Regions from separate parts of the Mus musculus genome. Here region 1 is linked to region 2. Evidence: chromatin contacts called from public HiChIP or PLAC-seq data. All regions are on one chromosome and are shown on one strand. The core of a region is the stretch at or near the end of the contact, and the rest is flanking DNA. Distances in the headings are between cores, read along the strand shown. Region 1 overlaps Prag1 (PEAK1 related kinase activating pseudokinase 1). Region 2 has its middle 91 kb from the start of Trmt9b.

The links. HiChIP or PLAC-seq counts read pairs in DNA pulled down with a chosen protein or histone mark.
Region 1: an H3K27ac HiChIP or PLAC-seq map of embryonic stem cells shows a contact between it and region 2, with 6 read pairs. The contact joins two enhancer-like sites. A contact is called at or near these places in 3 of 484 Hi-C or Micro-C datasets (LSK cells and embryonic stem cells) and 3 of 115 datasets of contacts at active chromatin or transcription factors (embryonic stem cells and microglia).

Annotation. Positions count from the first base shown.
Region 1 is chr8:36,144,189-36,149,722 of GRCm38.p6, forward strand. It overlaps Prag1 (PEAK1 related kinase activating pseudokinase 1), which reads left to right. Exons shown (of 6, transcript NM_172911.3): 6 at 2,114-3,599. The coding sequence ends at 3,229. Among named protein-coding and RNA genes, the nearest start is that of Gm38414, 9.1 kb to the right of the region's middle. Within about 2 kb of position 4,178, at least 21 of the 459 cell types and tissues checked have an H3K27ac peak or open chromatin away from gene starts, as enhancers often do. A contact at or near this core is called in embryonic stem cells, where this site is marked.
Region 2 is chr8:36,546,743-36,551,660 of GRCm38.p6, forward strand. No RefSeq gene overlaps it. Among named protein-coding and RNA genes, the nearest start is that of Trmt9b, 91 kb to the left of the region's middle. Within about 2 kb of position 2,474, at least 126 of the 459 cell types and tissues checked have an H3K27ac peak or open chromatin away from gene starts, as enhancers often do. A contact at or near this core is called in embryonic stem cells, where this site is marked.

The DNA.
Region 1 (5,534 bases), core at 2,928-5,427, 400 kb before region 2:
CCAGCAACAATCCTCCACTTGTCTACTGAGGCCTTGACAGGCACTGACTAGTCTGCACATGAGTATTTATAGGCAAGGCTTTTGTGAGGGCGCATCCCCACGATTTTTCTTTCATTTCAAAGTGTTCCAAGCATCCCCACGATTTTCCTTTCATTTCAAAGTGTAAGCCAAAGAGATAGATGCCTCAGCCAGTTAAAACTTTTGCTGTACAAACCTGACAACATGCGTTGGAGCCCCAGAATCCACCATGGAGGGAGAGAACCGATTAGGGGAAGTTGTCCTTGGATACCCCTAACTCCACATCCACACTCTCACACCTCAGAGCCACCCCTCGTTAAGGATTCCAGACAAATGACATTTAAAAGCAGTGTGGCTGGGTATGCTGCAAGGAGACCTTGAGGCAAGGCACCCAGATTCCAAATCAGCTTTATTAATGCAACGAGAAGTGATTTCTGTCTGGGGCAGATAGACTTTTTTGAAATTTCAATTCTGCCTCCAAAATAGAGAAATGTATGCATTAGCATGTTACCCACTCCTTGGTTAGCTTTAAAAAACATATTTTTTTTCAAAGGTTGAATGCATTCTTCAGTGCAGAATTCCATGCAATGAGGTTTATATAGCTACAACAGAAACAAATGCCTGTGAATAGTATATGCAACCAAACTTTGCCGTGTGTGTGTGTGTGTGTGTGTGTGTGTGTGTGTGTGTGTGTGTGTGTCTTTCTGTCTCTATTTCAAAGAATCCACAACAGGCAGCATTGGTGGGCAGCATGGTGGTGGCTTGCACTGTCCTTCGTAAACAGCATCATGATCGGTCCTCAGCTGCTGGCATTTTATAATCCATAGATGGGAGGTACCTGTCTTCTCGTCTCTAAACCTGGGCAGCATTGCTTAAAATGCAGAGGATGAGAGACAGAGACGCACGGAGACCATCTTCAGTCCCTCCCTGTGTAATTACAAGGAAACTGGGGTCTAAGAGGATCTAAGGGACTGGTTTGACAGTCTCCAGTTGAGTTGGGCTCGCTGAGGAATATTAGCTTTCCCCTGGTGGCTCACCCTGTCAGTATGAGCAGAAGAGCTCATGGCTGATAGATCAAGAGATCGTGGCTGTGTGGATATCCCCGGGCACCTCCCACAGGGAAGTTTGAGATTACCCATCTTGTTTATTCCTGTTTTCAATTCTAAGGATGCCCTCCAGCCCCGTGGCTCCCTGTTCCCAGGGGAGCGCACTGTTTTCTTCCTGCTGCCAAGGCTCTCTCTGGCTTGGAGCAGAGCGCAGCTTCCTGCACCCATCTGCATGAGTCAGCCCTTGGGCCATTTCATATAGCAGGCATTACATGTTTACCTAAATCTAGGAAGCAAGGCAGTCTAAGAGAATATGGCCAAATCCTAAAAGTGTAGGAATACCAATGGTCCCTAAAGTTCTCTGAGAGAGAAGGGGGGGTGGGGAGAGGGACAGGGACAGAGACAGAGACAGAGAGACAGAGACAGAGAAGAATATGCTGCCTAACCCTATATGTGGAACAACAATATGAACTAACCAGTACCCCCCAGAGCTCATGTCTCTAGCTGCATATGTAGCAGAAGATGGCCTAGTCGGCCATCATTGGGAAGAGAGGCCCCTTGGTCTTGCAAACTTTATATGCCTCAGTACAGGGGAATGCCAGGGCCAAGAAGTGGGACTGGGTAGGTAGGGAAGCAGGGCGGGAGGAGGGTATAGGGAACTTTTGGGATAGCATTTGAAATGTAAATAAAGAAAATATCTAATGAGAGAGAGAGAGAGAGAGAGAGAGAGAGAGAGAGAGAGAGAGAGAGAGAGAGAGAGAGAAAGAAAGAAAGAAAGAAAGAAAGAAAGAAAGAAAGAAAGAAAGAAAGAAAGAAAGAAAGAAAGAAAGGAAAATGCTGCTTAAACCGGAGTCTCAGGGATGCAGTATTTCCTCCATATTTTTCTAAGAATTGTATGCTTTAGCACTAACTCTTAAGTTCTTGTGCGCCGGTTTAAGTGATATTTAATGTATGATGTAAGGTAAGATATGCGGATGCCAACTATCCGGTCATTTGTTTCACAGAACCACAGGTCCCACTCCTAACCTCACTTTTCCTTCTCGCCACAGATCTGCAAAACCCCAGAACCCAAATCAGCCTCATACTGCAGCCCATCTGTGCCGGTGCATTTCAACATCCAGCAAGACTGCGGCCACTTTGTGGCCTCTGTGCCCTCCAGCATGCTTGCCTCCCCTGACACATCCAGCAAAGACACCGCGCCTGCCGTATCCCCACAGCCCCCTGCCCAGGAGCAGGACTGTGTGGTGGTCATCACCCGGGAGGTACCGCACCAGACTGCCTCCGACTTTGTGCGGGACTCTATGGCCAGCCACCGGGCGGAGCCTGAGGTTTACGAGCGCCGGGTGTGCTTCCTGCTTCTGCAGCTCTGCAACGGGCTGGAGCACCTGAAGGAACACGGGATCATCCACCGGGACCTGTGTCTGGAGAACCTGCTGCTGGCGCACTGTAACCCTCAGAGCTCCCCCGGGCCCTCTGCCACTCCTACCGTGCCCACCACCACATCCAGGTGCCCTTCTGCCGCGCCCGCAGCCACCACTGCCTGCCAGGGAGGGCCTGGTGAGAAGCAGCTGCCCAGGCTCATCATCAGCAACTTCCTGAAGGCCAAGCAAAAGCCAGGAGGCACCACCAACCTGCAACAGAAGAAGAGCCAGGCCCGGCTGGCTCCCGAGATCGTGTCTGCCTCCCAGTACCGCAAGTTTGATGAGTTCCAGACGGGCATCCTCATCTATGAGCTGCTCCACCAGCCCAACCCATTCGAGGTGCGAGCCCAGCTCCGGGAGCGCGACTACCGGCGGGAGGACTTACCCCCGCTGCCCACACTGTCCCTCTACTCTCCCGGCCTGCAGCAACTCGCCCATCTACTGCTTGAGGCTGATCCCATCAAGCGCATCCGCATAGGTGAAGCTAAGCGGGTGCTGCAGTGCTTGCTGTGGGGGCCACGGCGGGAGCTGGTGGAGCAGCCGTGCACGTCAGAGGAGGTACTGTGTAACACTCTGCACAACTGGATCGACATGAAGCGAGCACTGATGATGATGAAGTTTGCTGAGAAGGCGGTGGACCGAAGGCGGGGTGTGGAACTGGAGGACTGGCTTTGCTGCCAGTACTTGGCCTCGGCAGAGCCAGGGGCCCTCTTGCAGTCCCTGAAGCTCCTACAACTTCTCTGAGCCATTCCATCGCCACCGCCTTCCACGCCTGCCCCATGCCCTTGCCTTGCCTGCATCCGGATTACCCTGGGAAATGGTACAAATGACTGTTGTCCTTGGATGTAATATTTTATATATATACATATATAATATGAAAGACTGGGGATGTCATTTCACACACGCCAGCCTCCTCTCAGAGTCCACATTCCTCCACCACCGCCACCCCTGTGATTATGTACAGGTCTAGCTTCACACAAGGTTCTGAGGGCAGTTCCATCCCGACAGAACCAAGTTCGGACTCCTGCCTCACTAGCCCATTTTGGAGTCTCCTCGCCCTTTTGTCAAACTGTTATTTAAAAAAACAACTTCCAATAAAGAAAAAAGTCTTATATTAATTTGTTTTTATTGCGTCGCAAGCAACGCCCTTTAACCTCCAAGTGCTTGAGTGCACTAGAATCTTTGTTGAGTAGAATCTATTACGTACTGCAGAGGAGCGGACGATCTGGCACAGGCCCAGAACTTGCACTTGAATACGGTAGAGCAGTTCTTTCTGAAGCCTGGGTGTGTTGGTAGGAGGAAATGTTCTCTACTTCTCTTCCCACACATTAGGATTCTTGGGTGGGATGGGGGACGGGAGTTAAAGTTTAACCCTGCTGCTCTAGTCTCCAGTTTGCCTAAGCTCTCACCATTGTTCCCCTGAGAGACCTGGCTGGAAATCAAATCCACCTGTCTAGTTCAAAGGAAAGACCCCAAGACTGTCTGTCTTCTTGGAAAGCGTGTAGGCCATTGAAAAAAACAAACAAAAGCACTTGAGGAGGTGTTCGCCATTATTCCTCTGCAGCCAGAGGTGGAGAGTAGAACTTCCTGTTGCATCTGTTTCTTTCCTGCAGTTCCTGGGCTCATCTGTCAACCAGGGAGCTTGGGCACTGCTCTCTGGCAGCATCAACTTGTCCAGGCAAGAGAAGGAAGTGGGGGCGGGGCCAAATGGCAAGGAGTACACTTCCCTGCCAGACAAGACCAGTGCAAGACGGAGCACTGGTGGTCTAAATGTCAATAGGAGATCTCTATTTTAGATCCACTTGTGGATCCTTTGGTTTAAAAAGTCATTTAACAGCTGGCCATAGTAACCCCAGCACTTGAGAGGCTGAGGCAGGTGGATCTCTGTGAGTTCAAGACCAGCCTAGTCTACATAGCAAGTTCCAGGTCAGCCAGGGCTACCCAGTGAAACCCTGTCTTCAAAAACAAAACAAAACCCATCAAATTCATTTAACATATATCAGTACCTGCTTTCTACTGAAGCTAATATTTATTGTCATGCTAAAGGGGAGAGAAAGAAGAGAATTAAGAAGTGATAGATCTTTCCATATATACACCCAGAGATGACTCATTCAAAGAGAAGTATGTCCAAGGCCCTTGTATCTCTATCTGAAAATAACTTTTCAGCTACCGAACCCATTAGTTTCTCATTTCTTGTTAATGGCTATGAATTCTTTTTAAATACACACAAAGATCTTAATAGGTGTCACTGAGGACTTGGGGTGTGGTTAGCCACCAAACAAAAGTGTCCCTTTCTGCCCATTGACTTCACTCCCTTTGCACACCCCCATGACCTCTGACACCATGTGAGCACACCCATTCTTCCTCCACCAGTGAGGAAGGTAGCCCCGGGGACCTGTTTGCAATGTCATTTGCCACTTGAGAAAAGACACTGACTCAAACCAGCTCTCCCTCTGTCCACAGAAGGTGTCAGAACTTTGGGTGCAGAAATCACGATTCTCTGTAGAATCTATCTAAATTGGTGCAGTTGTATTTGTTCGATGCTGGGAAATTTTTTTTTCAGATAAAACCTCTGCCCTTGATTCTGTATCTTGCTTTTCTTGTCCTTTCTCTCTCAAAATAAATAAACAATGGAGAAGAAAGAAAAGAGCTTTCTGCCAGGAGACCGCAGAGTGAACTGAAAGCACACAGGTCTCTGGAGGCATATGTGTAATCTCTGGGTTAATTGTGCCTTTTTAATATGGCACCCACCTGGGGAGGGGGGTGGAGGACAAGTCGAATTTGTGAGAATGATGTTGGTAGCCAAAGGAAGGAAAAACAAAAGAGGGTGTGAAGAAGGAACCAACAACAATGAATCCTAGCTGGGAGGAGTGAGACCAATTAAACTTACTTTTGGACTGCTCACCAACCCCGCCTACAAGTAGAAAGTGCCTGATGGCAGAATTCTTTCTCCATTTTTGAGGAACTATTCACCAGGGAGAACGAACCTTTGCTTTGCTTTGGGGTCCAAAGGGAATTTGTCAAGGAGCCTTTGTTTGAAGACATTGAA
Region 2 (4,918 bases), core at 1,224-3,723:
TCAGGAAGTAGTGACACTGATGTGCCACTGGAATTGAGCAGTCATGTCTAGGAGGAAGAAAGCAAAGATGTGGAGGATGACACAGAGGAGAAGGACTCTACCCCTGGGGTGCTGGGTACCAAACTCAGGGCTGGGATATCTTCAGCCCCTTCTAAACTTTAATAACAATAATAATCAGTGTCATTAAGTTACTCAGGCTGGCCTTGAGCTCACCCTGTAGCCCAATCAGCCCTCAAATTCATAATCCTCCTGCCTCAGCACTTCTAGTATCCGGGATTACAAGCCTAGTTTATTAGTCCTGGTCAGCTGAGCACGCTCATTAAAAAAAAAAAAAAAAAAAAAAAAAAAAAAAGATACAGTTGAGAGAGGGAGGTTCAAAATTTCTTCCCTGTTTCTTATTCATGAATCATGTAATTGAGGTTCTCTTTCAAGCTACTGTATTTCTTTTGATTGATCAGAGTCTGGTCAGCTAGCCCTTTCTCTCGTTATCCTACCATGCACCATTGTGTGCATTGCCCTCATGCCAAATCCTGGATGGCTACCCTGAATGCTAGGCTGTGTGTCAGAGCCACAGTCTCCCTAACAGTTTAAACAGTCCACCGTACACCCGACATGTGCAACTCGGGCAGCTCTCCTCTTCATGCCAGACCTCGGCGTGACCTACTCTTCACCTCAGTCCACCAACAAATCCTTTCAATGAAGGTTCATAGCTGGTAGGTCTCCAAACACCCACTGTTCCTTCAGTCACTACCCTCAGGCTGACAGAGCATAGTTCTCCCTGTGTGGCCTTCCCTGACCCTGGGAGAGCTGCCTGACTCCTCACCCCTACCCCCCTCTCTCTGCCCATTGTTCCTCACAGCCCAGATGGACTACTTGGGCATCTTTTACTTTCTCTTGTTTATTGTCTGTCTTCCCATTCTGGGTTCCAGAGGGTAGCCGGCATCCTTTCTCAAATCTGTTCCCAGCCTCCAGGAGTCAGGCAGAACTTAAAATATCAGCTAATCCTTGACAGAATGAAGCTCATTTCCTGTTTTCAAGAGCTGTAGGTCCAAAGTGGAAAACTACTCTCCACCAATAGCTGGACCCCAGTGCTGTGGTAACCACCCCGGGCAAAGTATTTAGGGAAAAGCAGCAGCAAGGAAGGGATGCTAAGGGAAGTGACAGGAAGCAGAGATTAAGGACACCTAGGGAACCAGGAAGAGGAATCAACCAGTGGAAGCTAATAAAGGACAGACATGGGATGGGCCCTTCTACCCTGAGGGGTGTGGGTCTCCGAGGTGGGGGTTGGGAAAGGAGTTGCACAATATTGCAACCAGCCTTAGCTACCCCTCCCCCCTCCCTCCCCACAGGACACCTTTTTCTTTCCTTTGCTAACTAGGGCCTGAGGAATGCTACCCAGGCAGGCGGGCGGGCCACCCACCACTAAACTCTAAAGTTTCTTTTTAAGACAGGACTTAACTAATTTACCCAGACAAACCTTGAACTCCTTCCGGTACTTCCCCCCTCCCCGCTCCCTTCCCTGGCCTTGAACTTTCTATCCTAGGGCGGCTGGGATTACAAGCTTGGACTACTCACTCAGTAACCTTAGCTTTAACCTGGCAGACACCTATTGTTCTTACAGTGCCCCGGGAAGTAGAGCCCCTCCAGCGCCATGTTTAATGATGAAGGGATGGAGCAATCTCCCACACAGCTGCTAGTGGGGAGCGCAGCATGGGTGATTTAACATGCTCTGCTTTCGATAATCCTCTTTGGAAGCCTGTTTGTGTGGCCAAAATTTTGAAGAGTTGTGCCCTTAAAGAATGACCCAAGTTCAAACAGAGGCGATTTCCTTTCACCACACCGGAGGGCAGTTCCCTGAGCTGTCACGATGGCAGAGATAGACAGAACTGAACCTTGGGTTCTCACACCTTCTCGAGGCTCAGCCATAGTGAACAAGGCTGCCCTCAAGGACCAGGGCAAGCGAACCTTCTTCAGACTACGTTCTGTAGTCAGCTCTGATGGGGCTTGGGGGAAGGTGGGGACTCCGAAGCGATTGAGCAAATGATTGACACAAAGGGACACCAGCATATGCACAGCTGCAGAAATGAATTGACTTCTTCAGGTCTTTGCTTCAAAGTCTTAAATTACGAAACTGAAAAAAAAATGCTAAGGGTAAGGGTAAGACGCTATGAGGCAAGAACGTAGCGCCTGCGGGTAGGGGTGGGGCGGCGCATCCTTTTAGAGCTTTTCCTTATCTGCCAAAGGCTACTGAAATCCCAGGTCCCAGAGCACTCTGCAGCCTCTGTGACACTCCCTCGGCTTTGAAATGTGCAACTTGTATAAATGTGCGGGTGCATGGTTTCTGTCAATTTTTAGCAAGTGAGCAAATAATGAGTGGTTAGGAAAACCCAGATGATCCCTACACCATCAATTGCTGACCTCGCGAAGTCCACAGTCCTTGGTAGCGCAGAGCCACGCTGCAAGAAGGCTCGGAGCTACGTGACTGAGGGCTCGCCACGCCCCTGGCCACCCTAGGTCGAGTTCCCAGCTGGGCCGGCTCAACCGCCTGGGACTGGCTGCTCAGACACGCCCCACTCCCCTGGGCCCCAACTGCGCTAGACCGGCCAGGTCGCCCATCCACGTGCAGAGTCCTTCCTGCGTGCAGAACGTGCCAGCTCTGTCCTCTCTTTCTGAGCCTCGGTAATTCATCCTTAGACTGTAATGATTTAGGCAAGCCTCACACAGCCAGCAGAACTACGATTTGAGGATATCTGGTTTCGTGCCTGTTGGATTTCTAGTATTTTAGACGCTAGTGAGGTCACGTCTATTAAGTGCTATGAGTTTATTGGGGTCAAAGTGCTGATTTAATTTTGTCGCCTATTTTTAATTTTTTTTTTAGGTGATCTCAAGTCCGGTGTTTCAAGCAAAGTTTACTGAGATGTAGTGACAGGGGAACATCCCCACGTGGTTGACACATAACTTGGAGGGCACATAACACATCAGGATCAGTTATTAGTCCTCTTATAACTGAGAACATTCATATCATTTCTTATATAATATTAGCCAGGATTTTTATTAATGAGATTCACGTTTGAATGAGAAGGAAAGCAACGTTTGAGAATCTCTTTTTAGGCAACTTTCAAGGAATGCTCCGTTCCTAACCTTAAACAAACCAAAAGGGCAAAGCGATATTATCTTTTCCTGTCAGGATAATAAACTGAGCTTTTCTGTTTTCCTTCAGTCTTTTGCAAGCAGTGACACTTGAGAAGTTTCTCACCAGCAGGTTTCTGTCCCCTGCTTGAAAATTGTCTGACTGACATGAACCTAAATAAGGCAGGGGGCACAGCGGTGGGGGTGGGGACCTCACCAGCTCCACTGTGTCCTGAGCCAGCCAGCAGAACCAGGGCTAGAGATTTGATTCCGACTCCCACCCTTGAAGATAAAAATCTCAGGCCTTGTGCACTTTAGGCAAGCTCTTTGTCACCAGTGACCTACAAGTCCCAGACCTGAGGCACAGGTCTTAGGAAATCTTGATTCTTTTGTTCTTGTTGTGGATCTTGCTGTTTTCTTAAATCACCGCTCATTTGCAACCTCTAAAAATGGCCAAAAGGCTGGGGAGGGGTGAAATTTGTCAGCATCAACTTTCTCTGAAGTTTGGACTTCATCAAAGGAACCCCAGCAGTGAAGGTCACACGGCTGACCTGGCATAAGAAGAGTAGCGGAGGCTGATGCACACAGCCCCACCTGCAGAACCTCTTCTGGCAGCCATTTTGCCTTGGCTAGTTGTCGTGGTTCTTTCTGTTTTATCATTACATGTCTCGTGATGATGTTTGGGTCAGCAGTGGACCACATATAAGGCTGTGGTCTGGAAAGAATGTATAATGAGCCCTATAGCCTAGTGACATCCCAGCCACCTTGTCATCGTAGCACAATAAATTGGAGCGATGCTGATATAAGTGAGACTACTGTGTCGCCATCTGTGTAGAAGTACACACCCACAACACAGAAGGCTTGGCAACTGTAACAGTGTTGCTGGTCCATGCATCTGCCTGCACTATACTTTTCTGTTCATATTTCAGAGTGTATTCTAAAGACAAAGGTGGCTGGTGTCAGATGGCATACTGTGCTGTCTTAGTACTGGCCTTACACATATCTGGTTACTCACATCTCTTCACTGCAAAAAGGATTCCCCTGGCATGACCTGTCCGTGCCTAAGGATGAATTTCTCAGATGGATCATTAAGTGAAACAGGACTGCTCTAAGAGGCTCTGGAAAATCGCCTCAAACAAAATGGCCAACAATTAGAAAGCACTTGTCCCCAAGCCCTGCTGCCTGAACTCATGCAAGATGGTGGATCTCTCTCCTGAGCCATCACCTGACTTCTTGTAAAGAGGTGGTTCAGTTAGAACTGGCCAGCAGTGGGGCCCAGTCTAAATCAAGCCATGTCAACCACTTTGGTGCTATGTAAGGTGCCTTCTCTCTGCAACTATAGCATGATCTTCAAATAGCTCTTGTTATCCAAGGTAGCTTTATTCTGTGAAGTTATTATGAATATGGGATTTCTAAATGCTGAACACTGTGCTAGGAAAAATAAAATGTTAGTTTCTTATGTCATATTTTTGTCAAATATCTATATCTATCTATCTATCTATCTATCTATCTATCTATCTATCTATCTATCTATCTATCCTGGGGTTTTTTGAGACAGAGTTTCTCTGTATAGCCCTGGCTGTCCTGGAACTTACTCTGTAGACCAGGCTGGCCTCGAACTCAGAAATCCGCCTGCTTCTGCCTTCCAAGTGCTGGGACTAAAGGCATGTGCCACCACTGCCCGGCTAATTTATGCTTTGTTGTTTTTTGAGACAGAATATCTTTTTATAGCTCTAGAACTAGCTCTTTAGACAAGGCTGGCCTCGAACTCACAGAGATACTCCTCTAC